Linked DNA regions of Rattus norvegicus: region 2 is linked to region 1. The links are chromatin contacts, called in public Hi-C maps. All regions are on one chromosome and are shown on one strand. The core of a region is the stretch at or near the end of the contact, and the rest is flanking DNA. Distances in the headings are between cores, read along the strand shown.

What was found. A called contact is a pair of places that touch in the nucleus more often than the background predicts.
Region 2: a Hi-C map of kidney shows a contact between it and region 1, with 1.8 times the contacts expected there. The contact joins two enhancer-like sites. A contact is called at or near these places in 2 of 12 Hi-C or Micro-C datasets (kidney and liver).

The regions. Positions count from the first base shown.
Region 1 is chr10:73,681,363-73,686,981 of GRCr8, reverse strand. It overlaps Msi2 (musashi RNA-binding protein 2), which reads left to right. Exons shown (of 12, transcript XM_039087672.2): 10 at 3,664-3,738. Among named protein-coding and RNA genes, the nearest start is that of Ccdc182, 97 kb to the right of the region's middle. Within about 2 kb of position 2,426, at least 8 of the 93 cell types and tissues checked have an H3K27ac peak or open chromatin away from gene starts, as enhancers often do. A contact at or near this core is called in kidney, where this site is marked.
Region 2 is chr10:73,802,971-73,808,730 of GRCr8, reverse strand. The region is part of intron 6 of Msi2 (musashi RNA-binding protein 2); the gene reads left to right. Among named protein-coding and RNA genes, the nearest start is that of Msi2, 200 kb to the left of the region's middle. Within about 2 kb of position 2,035, at least 7 of the 93 cell types and tissues checked have an H3K27ac peak or open chromatin away from gene starts, as enhancers often do. A contact at or near this core is called in kidney, where this site is marked.

The DNA.
Region 1 (5,619 bases), core at 1,177-3,676:
GCTGTAATGTGGCTTGATGGAGCGTTCGCGTGGGTCTACTGTAATGTGTTATTGATATGCAGCCAGCCAGTTTCCCCCGTGCGGCCTGGGCCCTGAGCCACTGGAGCAGAGCTGGGCTGCACAGTCGCAAATGAAGAGGAAAATTGAAGTAATGTTGTATTATAAATTTATAATTTCATCTTCCTGGCTGAGAGACTGTTCAGCATTGGGGGTATGGAGATGGGATCCCCCAGCGCGGCAGGTGTGGAATTCTCATCTTCATTCTGTGGGCGATGATGAGATTGGCCTACAATATCAGGGCGAGGCCCAAAGTTGGTGTGCACTTGACTGTCTGTTTCTCCTTTCGTGTTGAAGGTTTTAAGATCTGGGTGGGGGAGAATGCATGCAATCAATCGGGTCACACAGATGGCTTGAGTACAGGGAGGGACTGGCCATTTCGCTGTCCCTCACCTACGTCTAGGGACAGTGATGCATGGACTCTGACTCTTGCTGTCAAATTAACAGTTCAAATTTAGGACCCTGCTCTGAAGTTAGAGGCAAAGGAGTCATTTTTCATCACAAAAGCACCTAGGCAGTAGTGATTTGACCGTTTACCTATAATCCATTTATCAATATTGTTGAAACAGCGCTATAAGAAATCTAGCTCTGAAAGATCTAGTTTGATAGGGGATGATTAATTTAGAGGAAAAACTGAGCTGCCCTGCCAGGAAATAAATTCCAGAAAACACCCCCTCCTGCGTGTATTCAATGCAGGGCTCTGAGGTCTAACCACTATTCTACTCTCCCTCTCCCTTTCCCCCATTAGGAAGTCATTAAGAGTTCAGTGGCCTCCTACACTCCTTCCTGAGAAAACTGCTAAGTCACTCTGTCTTGCCTGTAGCCTCTGCCAGTGAGGCATCAGGAGGAGTATCTATTTCATCAGGGCAGAGCTGGTAGCAGGCCTAGACGAAGTAGAGATAGCACTGTTAGCCAGTGAATTCAGTGGGACTGCACATGCGGGAAGGCTCCAGCTATGGCAAGAGCCAACCATTTAGGTACATCAGTGCCCCACCACCACCCCAGTAAGGCTCTCTACTTGTGATAAGACTCGGCCTCTAAGAGAAAGAGGAGCCCTCTGTCTCAGGTCAGAGTTGTATGACAGAATCCCTGAGTTTGCTCAGCTTTTGAGTCAACATCACTTTCTCAGTCCTGAATGCTAGGGAATCCAAAATGAAGGCACTGGTAGGATGATCGATTGTAAATGGTGACTCCTATAATCAATGTCACGACAGTACTCTGTCCTGACATAGTGGGATAATAGTGGTCTCTCTTGAACCTTCCTTCAAAGAACATGGTCTTAGTTCGGGGTTTATTGCTCTAAAGAGACACCATGACCATGGCAGCTCTTATCAAGTAAAACATTTAACTGGGGCTTGCTTACAGTTCAGGGGTCTAGTCTATTATCAGCAGGGCAGGAAGCATGGCTGTGTACAGGCAGAGATGGTGCTGAAAAAGTAGCTTCAAGTTTTACATGTAGATACTCAGGCCGCAAGAAGAGAGAGTGACACTGGACCTGGCTTGAACTTCTGGAATCACAAAGCCCACCCACAGTGACACATTTCCTCCAACATCACCACACCAACTCCAACAAGGCCCCACCTCCCTATAGCACCATTCCCTGAGTCCATGGGGGCCATTTTCATTCAAACCACCATAAGCATTAATCCCATTTATGAGAGCTGTACTCTTGTGAGCTAATCACCTCACGAAAGCCCCACCTCTAATACAGTACATCTGGTTGGTGGTTAGGATTTCAGTGTGAATTGGAGGAGACTCAAGCATCCAGATCATAGTCATCCCCAAGGCCAGGACTAGATTCCAGGTCTCCTAATTTCCGGAGACCATGAGTGAACTGGCTCCAGTGGTGACCCATAGTTCTCAGTCAGAAGCCATCCATGCAACACCTACCTTTGGGCCTCTGAGGTACAAACACTGACTGGCTGGCAATGGAAAGCATTAAATGCCTTCATCCGCAGCCCTGGCTTGCAGGGTCAGAATGCATGTGGTATGACTTGTGAGAACCTATGGGGTTCAATAATCAATCCCCAGAGCTTGTGCTCGTAATGTGTCAGGAGAGCAGAAACATGTGATGAGAGGCCACTGCTCCCTCTCTTCTGGAAAGCCTAGAGCCTGTCCTAAGTCCACCGCTCAAGTGGCTTTCCACCTGCTGTTTGGTGGAAACAGAAGAAATTCCTCTGGCTTCTGGAATGGCAAAGGTTATTGTCAGGAGCAATGGTGCCCAGAGTTAACAAGAAGGCTGAGGAATGGAACCTGGAAAGCAGACAGGAGCTTAGGGAGCTGAGCCATCAGAGCCCCAGCTCCCAGCCAAGGGGACAGCCCAGGAATGGCCTGGTCAGAGGGCCACTTGGCACCTCTGGCTGCTGGATTGTCCTGCTAATGCCAGAGTAAACGCTGAGCCACCTGCCCATCCTCTGCCCACTGGCTCTAGATGCAGGTCACTGTGAAAGTTTGCATTGGCCTGCCTCCCAGGCAGGGACAGAGTTCACTCAAATGCTAGCTGGCCTGACACCCAGCAGACAGCCACCTCAGAGGCCAACGCAGAGGGCTACCCAGTATGCTGGTAGGAGATTGTGGTGACATCTGTGGAGTAGAATGGTACTGAGCTAGCTCACACGGGGTGGAAGGAGGCAGAGTAAGTCTCTGGAGACAGGGACTGGTGACATGTGTGGGTTATGACTGTACTGAGCTAACCCACGCTGAGTAGAAGGAGGCAGAGTAGGTCTCTCTGGGGACAGGGACAGGAGGTAGCCGAGGAGCCAAGGATGTCACCAAGGATGTTCAAATACAAGAAGGTTACACTCACCTTCACTGTAGTCAGAATCAAGACAGGGGCATGAAGACTGAGGGGGACAGTATTGAGGTGACCTCTTAAATGGGAAATTGCTTCATAGATTGGAGCAGGCCTGTGCCCTCCAGGACTCATCAGAGAGCTCTCAGCACCCCTCAGTTTAGAGTCACCCTAGGTCACCACTCATCATAAATTCTCCACGAAAATTCTATACCTGGGCTTCAGAGTTCAGCTGAGGCTTCATGGTACCTGGTTTCACATAGTCCCTCTGGGTCTTTTAAAGACACACTTCTATACAGTGTCTGTGCTGGGACGACCCCTGCCTCCCCCAGCTGTGGCTTGCTTAGCCAACAGGCAGCCCTCTGTGTAGCTCCTAAACAGCCAATCCCAGAGTAGCTCTGCCCTATATGGTGTTCTCTGGCTCCTGCCCACTGCCTTGGAGGAAGGCAGTACAAGGACTTTAATCTCCTACTGTCAACATCTTTAAGGTAAAGTACATTCAGGGTAAGCTCTCCAAATGTCAGAACCAGATGCAGGCACTGTGATCCATCTTCTATGTGGCATTTACTCTACAGGTTCTTGGGCTTTGGTACCTGGGCTTTGGCGGTCTGGCTGCCCAAATAGGGGTTAATTATAAACATACTAATGGTCACATCCCTAGCTAGGCACGAGGGGTGATCCAGGACCTGGATAGAGACCCTCCCCAGAGACACTCTTCTGTGAGACTAACCATAGCTGATGGTCATTGCTAGCTTCCCTGGAATATCACCCCAGATCTAAGGCCACTGACAGCTTTTTCTTTCTCTGTGTTCAAGGCTACCCCAACTTTGTGGCAACCTATGGCAGAGGCTATCCTGGATTTGCTCCTAGCTATGGCTACCAGTTCCCAGGTAAGTGGCTTAAGCCCTGGAGTTTTGGAAATTTGGGAGGCAGACTGTATCTGGGAAGGGGAGAGGAGCAGACAGATGCTCCAAAAGAGAACATAATTTGCATACCCGTGTGTGCTACGTTCCCTCTGGTCCAGTGTAAGGGTATAGTTGGGGCTATCCAGTGGACTAAAGTGTTTCTTTGATGCTGGTGGCAAAAAGGGAGGAGAGAAGGGATGGAAAGACCCCTCTGTTCGCCTCCTCTCCCCCAAGACTATTCTTGGTCTTCTCCTAAGGGACTAAACTCTTGGCCCAGGGCTTGTCACACCACCATCCCTGCTGCCTGCTGCTGTCCACATCTACCTATCTAATGCCTCCCAGCCTGCCTCCCCTTCTTCCTCTCTCTAACCTGGCCTGACTGCCCTGACATCGGGCTTTCCTGCCGTACGTTGATGAGGTGCTGCAGGAGTCAGACTTGTGCTTTACCCCCTGAATGAGATGTGCAGATTCTCATTGTACTCCGCACAGACAGCAGAGCATGGCATTGACCACACATGCCCTGGTGCTTCAGCTGAGGGAGCAGGTGGGCGTGGTCTGGGGAAACTGGGAAGGATGCTGCAGGAAGGGATGCTTTAGGGGTGTTGTGAGGTAAAGCAGTACAAATGAAAATATATTAGGCTGCCTACTGCCTCACAGTCAGAGACCAGGTGTAAGGAAGTTTGTGCTCCATGGTTCTCTGTAGGAGATGAGGGAGTAGGGGACCACGCTGGGTGACTGGACTTGGGGTTACTCCTGGCAGTTTTCACATCTTTACTTGGAGGCCCAAGAGATGTGATGAGCAGAAAGCTGGCCTGAGGGAGGCTTTCTAAGCCTGAGGTGCAGGAGATTGGAGGAAAAGTCTAACACTGGCCTCAGTTCAGATTTTGAGATGGGAACAGAAGATATGTAAGGCTATATATCCTCTGATTCTGGCCATCACTGGAAACTTAGGCACTTATCCTATCTCTGGTACCAGTTGGACAAGTGGCTATGGCGAGTCACCTGCTTCTGGGCCTCACTTCTCTTACTTGTGATTGGATGTTGGGTAGGACCTTTGAAAGAGGGTGAGTACCTCTCTCTGACTATGGGGTCAGAGGCAGAAGGGAGTTAGAGTTTCAGAAGTTCAAGGTAGAAGGGTGTGTGCAGTAGCTTCTCTGGGACCAGAGTTCAGGCTAGACCTGTTCCTGGGTTATCCCTATTACAGACAGGTACAAATCAGAAGGCACAGAGAAGAAAAAAAGAGTCCAAGCAGTCTTGAGTCCCAGCTTCTAATACTTCGCCATTAGTCAGTGTCTACCTGTCAACTGGGTAACATTGGTCGCTAAAACTTAGATCTGTAGTAATTAAAATTTCGGAGAAAGGGAAAAAAATCGAGTTCTACATTCACACTGGCCACATTCCAGTGGCTTAGCACCCACATGAGGGTGATGGCTGGTCTCAGAGTAGAATGTAGAGTTTTCTATCCCACTAAGGGTTCTGTTGCTCAGTCCTGTTCAAGAGATTTAAAGAAGGCATGTGGTACTGTAGAGGTGTGTGCATGCAGAATTGGAGAAGTAGTTTAGAGATAATGAGGTACATCCCATGCTAAGGCCCCTGTCTCATCTGAGCCAACCCAGGGAGCACCTGGTAGTGTTCTGATTCCATGACTCACCTCCTTGGATCTACCCAAGACAGACAGGCATGCCAGTGTGACCAAGCTGAGGCTGGGCAAGCTGAGGCGGTGTTCCCAGGTGCCTGGTTCCGCCTGAGAAGTCAAAGCTTCAACAGGGAGTAGGTACAGTGTCTATGCCTAGAGATCCTCGTCATCATGACCAACTCAACTGTGGCCAATCACAAGGGTTAAACGAGGCAAAATCAGCCTTGAGG
Region 2 (5,760 bases), core at 786-3,285, 120 kb before region 1:
ACTTGTTTGTTGGTGGTTTTCCTCGCTCTGCTTAAGTTATCTGAGCTCCTGTACCCTGAATAGGAAGTGTGTGAGCAGTGGCTCCATCTGGAGGCTGGGAGGAAGCGTCAACTTGAAATGTGCCTTCAGCTCTGCTTATTGGCTTTCATGGTATTGCAATGTATCGGGAGATCAAGATCCCCAGTTTGTACAAAGGGCACAGAGACCCAGTGAACCATCTGTGACCTTGGCTACAGAAGAAGACAGTGTAATTCAAGGACAGAACCATGCCTATGCTTGGGGCTTTGTGATTGTTAAAGGGAGCAAAATCAGTCTTGCCAGGCAGGGGTGGAGGGAAGGCGGGATGGGGCAGCCTACCGTGGAAGTCTTGAGCACCTTAGGGTGTGGCTTGAGGTTAGAGATGTGAGGAGTGCAGAGGACTTAGGACCGCGTCGTGAAGGAGTCCAATGAGCATCCAGGGCTATGCTCTGGAGTCAGCTCATAACCCTTCAGAGCCAGTGTGGGGGGCCGTGATGCCAGTCCAGGAGCTGTGTTTCCGTTGTTGGGATCCATGTGCCCCACACATGGCTGTAGTCAGATCCCGTGCCTTTGTGCTCCATTTCAGGGATTTAGGAACGGAGAGGTATCTCCTCGCCTTCCTTTTTCCTGTCCCCACACCTCTACAGGCATCACTTTCTTTATGCATCCTGAAAACATGCCTTGCCCCTCTCTCTGACTACTCTGTCTTTGGCTCTCGTTCTCCTAGCACTTGTCCTTGAAGTGGCAAAACTCTTTTCTTGACCTTCAGGCTTTGCTTCCTCTGGCTTATCCTTCATCTGCTGTCAGAGGAGCAGTTCAGGAGGCTGGGCTGTCCATGCCGTTTCCCTGTGCAGCAGCTGCCTGTGGCCCTTCTTCCCTAGAGGAAAGCCTAAATAAGGGCTTTCAGCATGGGTACTGCATGTGTCTGCCTCCCCACATGCCCAGGTTTAGCTACTCCAAATAGGGCTTACCATGCACTGTGTCGGCACGGTCTTTTTTTTTTTTTTTTGGTTCTTTTTTTTTTTTTTCCCGGAGCTGGGGACCGAACCCAGGGCCTTGCGCTTCCTAGGCAAGCGCTCTACCACTGAGCTAAATCCCCAACCCCCGGCACGGTCTTTTTACTCTTTTTACGTGAGCTGTGCCCTCCACTTGGAGCTCTCTGCCTTTCCACACTCCGCACATCCATCCCGACACCAGCAGACATCTGTAGACCTGACAGCTAATTCCTTCCTCCCCACCTAGAACGCTGAGCTGTATTTCCCTCCTTCTGTTCCCATAATACTCCCCATCTCCTCTGTCCCTATGGCCCAGCGCCTCGCTGGTATTGTTTTTACTTGTCCATCATGTCATTAGTACATGGGCGCTCTTCCCAATCCCCAGCTCTGTGCCAGACTCATGGCGGGTCCTCAGCAAGTGTGTGTGTGTGTGTGTGTGTGTGTGGGAGTAAATGGAGAGAGCCCAAAGGAAGGAACCCAGAGCAGCAGCCCAAGCCACCTTCATTTGTCCCAGTGATCATGCTGTTTCCAGAGTGGGCCTCCTTTCTCCTGAGGGTGGCACTAAGCTTACTGGAGGAAGCAACCAGGGGAAAACTCATTTGAGTATATAGCCACCACACCTCCCTCCTCCGTGTCCCAGGAGGAAATGATATTTCCATACATCCTAAACATCCGCCTCCTTCAGCATCTGCGGAAGCTCGGTGGAATAATGAAAGATAATCAGCAATGGGCTGAAATTGCCTCTCCTTTGGCAAGGTTTTTCTGCTTTCTTTTTTTCCCTTAACTACTGTCATGGCATAGTTTATGGGGGTTTGTATATGGGCTAGAGCTTTGCTTCTTCATCCAAGGTGATTGGGAGGGAAGGTTACGTGTGTACAGTGTGTGTGCCTCTTGCTTTTCATGGCTGTGTTCAGATCCTGCAAAAATGGTGGCCCAGTGAAGCTGGCATCGTGTAAACATGGCAAGAGGGAACCTGATGTACTGGTCCAGGGCTCCACACGCCCTTCCCAGGGGAGCTTCTTGGAAGAAGCACTGGCAGGAGCTGGCCAGGCCGGAGGCAGTCTCTCTATTAGCTTCGTGCTCGGTTATGTGTCATCAGAGCCATTAAGGGCCATTAAGAGCCTTGGTTTCTGGTCCCAGCTCTGTTGCCAACTGGCTGAGTGGCCTTGGGCAGGCTGCATGGCTTCTGGGGTCTGGATAGCATTCTTCTATCAAAAGAGGGTTTGGATGTCATCTCTGGGTGTCTGATAGAACTTCAAGAGGAAGAATGAGTTCCTTGGAGAAGTGAGGCAGGCAGGGAGGTGAGGAGAGCTGGGGCTGCCAGGAGCAAGTGCTGTGAAGGTGGAAGGGGCACAGGATAAAGGAGAGCAGGTCTACCTGGCAGGAAAGACGCGTCCCTGAACTTGAGCCAAATGCCTCTGGACTTCCAAGCATGAACTTTGGAATTCCAAATTGGCCAGAAAATCTCATGGCGCGGGCCCAGTGAGGCCAGTTGGTACCACGCCCATAGGTTCTTCCAGAGCTGCTGTGGCTTATAAGCCCCGAAGGGCCCAGCCCGCTCTGGCGCCTCTTCTTTCAGCTCTTAAACCATTCCCCTTGCCTCTTCCCTAATGCGTGAAGCACCCCACAGTATCCTGAAAAGCCTGCCACATGCCGGAAACTGAGCCAGTTACTGCCAGCACGTAGTCCCGTCTGCCTTCATTATCACCCAACATTGTGTTCACCTTATATGCTTGGGATGGGGAAGGCAGGGGGAGTTGGAGCCAGAACTCTGGGCGGGGTTGGCTTCTGTTCTGTGATAGACCCATTCTGCAGATGGCAGGTGGTGAAGCCTCTTATAAGAAACAGGACTTTGAGAAGAAAATCAACAAGCGAATCTTCTTGCAAGGCCAAGCATTTTTTGAGGGGAGTGGGCAAACGGGCATTGTTTTGGGAAGAAAGAGGAACTGGATGAGCAGATGGGTACAGCAGGAGCGATTCGAATGCCCAGCGGGCGGAAGGTCAGGAACACGTTGTGTTGCCTTGAAATCTAAATGGTGGTACCCTGAACATCCACTTCTGGGACACAAGTATGTATGTGTCAGACCAATGGCAAGTTGGGCAGAAAGATGGAGGACCTTGAAGATCCTTAGGCAAGCTCTCTTCCTGATAACTGCTAAGAGTGTAGCTTGGAGGTGGAGCCCTGCATGCCCAAGGTCCCATAGAGTCCATCGCTAGCACAAGAAAAGGCACCGAACAAAACCAGCTCCTAGTAGGGAGTCACCCTGCTGACCATGGAGCATTAACGTTGAAACTGCCTGGCACTCTGTAACTCCTAGTCCTTTATCTTGCTTGTTTAGAATATCCAGCAACAGACACTAGAGATCTCTCTTTTGTTCTCCTAAACTCAGTATGTTTAGGACTATTGTCGACACCTGAGGAAGTTTGCCAAGTAAATTAGGCCAAAAGGCTCATTTGGCGGGGAGCTTCTGTTCAGCTTCAGATCCCCTAGAGGTACCCTCTCATTAGAGCCTGGAGAGTTTGGAGGCCTTTGACAGCCACCCTCCCTCCTCCAGGATGGCCTTTGCAGGGGAGAAAAACCAGGAGCACGGTTGAGGTGCATTGGGCTCACTCCAGTGTCCTGGTTCTCCAAGGCAAAGAGACAGTGCTAGTATTTGGAATAGAACCCCAGGCTCAGGTGTCACGATGTCTCAGGTCCAGGACGACCGCGATCTTTGAGAGCAGCCCTTGGTGCTCAGTTTCTGCGGGACAGAGGTGGGCACATTCCTCAGAGCTTTGGTAAATGTTTCGATCTGCTCCTGTTTCTCAATTCCAATCTTCCTGATTGTTCTGAGAGGATGATATGCCTTGTGGGGAAGGGGGTGGGGCTGCATTCTTCTGTCTCCACTACCTACTGTCCTTTTCTTCCCCCTTCTTTTAGCCAAAGGCAGCAGCTTAGTACTTGGAGCCGGTCACTTAGAAGGGCTCAGACTCTTTGGAGCCAATGTGCAAGTTGGCAGTCTCCACAGAGCACCTGGCCAAAGTGCCCAGGGAGGGGTAGATGGGAGGTACCACGCTGCCCCTTGTGGGCTATGTGCTCATAGCTTGTAGTGGCAGTAGGACGAAGGGTTTCTGGGATCTGAGAGGAGTCTTCTGATTTATGTTCCTCTCATGTAGGGCCCTTAACCTCTCTCTTCTGTTTTCTCTCTGTATTCTGAGGGTTGGTTGAGGCTCAGAGTGCGTGTTTAGGCAGAGTACCATGTAGGGGAGTTAAGAGAAGGCAGGTACCATGAGGTCCCAGGACATTGTCCTCCGTGGCTACAGGACAGCATGTGAGTAGCCCTGTGTCACTGGAAGCTTCCAGTGCAGCTGAGGTGACAACATGCAGCCAGGCCAACACTTAGACCACAGAAACAGTCAGCCTAGGGACCAGGGCCCATGGCTGGTTCTAACGCATACTGAATGTCGATGTGACACAGTCGTAATACAGACTCCAGTAGCCAGAGGGTCTCAGCACTTTTCATGGGTGAGGGGTGCACCTTGGGAGGAACAAGAGACAGATGGCACTGGTTTGGGGTCCATGCTGTCACAGAAGATGTATATGGGTAGAAGCAGAGACCTTCTCCCTTCCAACTTGAGAGCCACTAAAGACCACAGCAGACGGCAAGCCAGCACCGGGGCAATGGCGGCGGTGATTGTTTTTGCTACACCTCTGGTGGCATATGGCGCCAGTTTTCTGTTTGCCCCTGTTCAGCATCTCTGGCCCGACAGCTTTGCCCCTGTCCTCTCCCTCTGTGATGAACCACAGAGCTGGCCAAAGGAAGAACCGTGCTCTGAAAGTCACCAGTTTTCTCTTTTTAAACTCTCCTGGCGTGCAGTATTCATGTTATAATTTGCTCTTGATACCACCTGAATCAGTTGTGATTAAAGGTTTTTCTTCTCCCGCCCCCACCCCAGGTTTGCTCACATTAACGCAGATGAAAAGAGATAGTTCTGCTGTATAATGTTCGGAGTTGCTTAAGTCCTTCATTTGTAATTCTCCACAGCATTTCCCCAGTAGAGCGAAGCTCCATCCCACGTCAGGGTCTCTAATCCCCGTGGAAAGCTAGTGAAGAATGTCAGAGAAATTCTGCGTGAGCTCTGGAGGTGATGGACAAGTGGAAGTCACAATGATATAAATTAATCCGTGTCATCCCTCCCCCCCGTGGTCATCTTCATGATGGCCTTATGGTTTGGGATGACCCCTCCTGGGCCTTCTAAAGACAAGAAATGAAGAAGTGAAAGTTTTATAGTACTTGACCTGATCAATACTCTGGGTCCTCAAATAGATACCTAAGGGTTTGGCCGCCAGTGTTGGACAGGTGTGAAGGGAAATAGTTCAGAGAGAGGTGACAAAGCTTGCAGCAGCTGACTGGTGCTCTAGGTGTGTGTACTGTATCCCAACCCCATCTATGGATGGGAGAATCCACTGGGTTCTTCATCTCTGTTTTGGATGTTTTTGTTCGCCTCTACCTCTCATCAATTTTCCAGATTAGGGAGCAAAAATCAGTTATAATGAAACAGCCAGGACAGAAGGGTGGAGAAATGAAGCCCTTCTGTAGAACCTTTTACCATCAAGAGAACTCCATTCCCATTTACAAAGGGAAAAGCCCAGACTCTTGTCCCAGCTATGTCCCCATATTCTAAGTGCCAACCAGAAGGCTTGAAATACCATTTGGTACCTTGGAGCCCTGGTGAACTCTTCCTCTCCTCCTCTGCCTGCAATGAG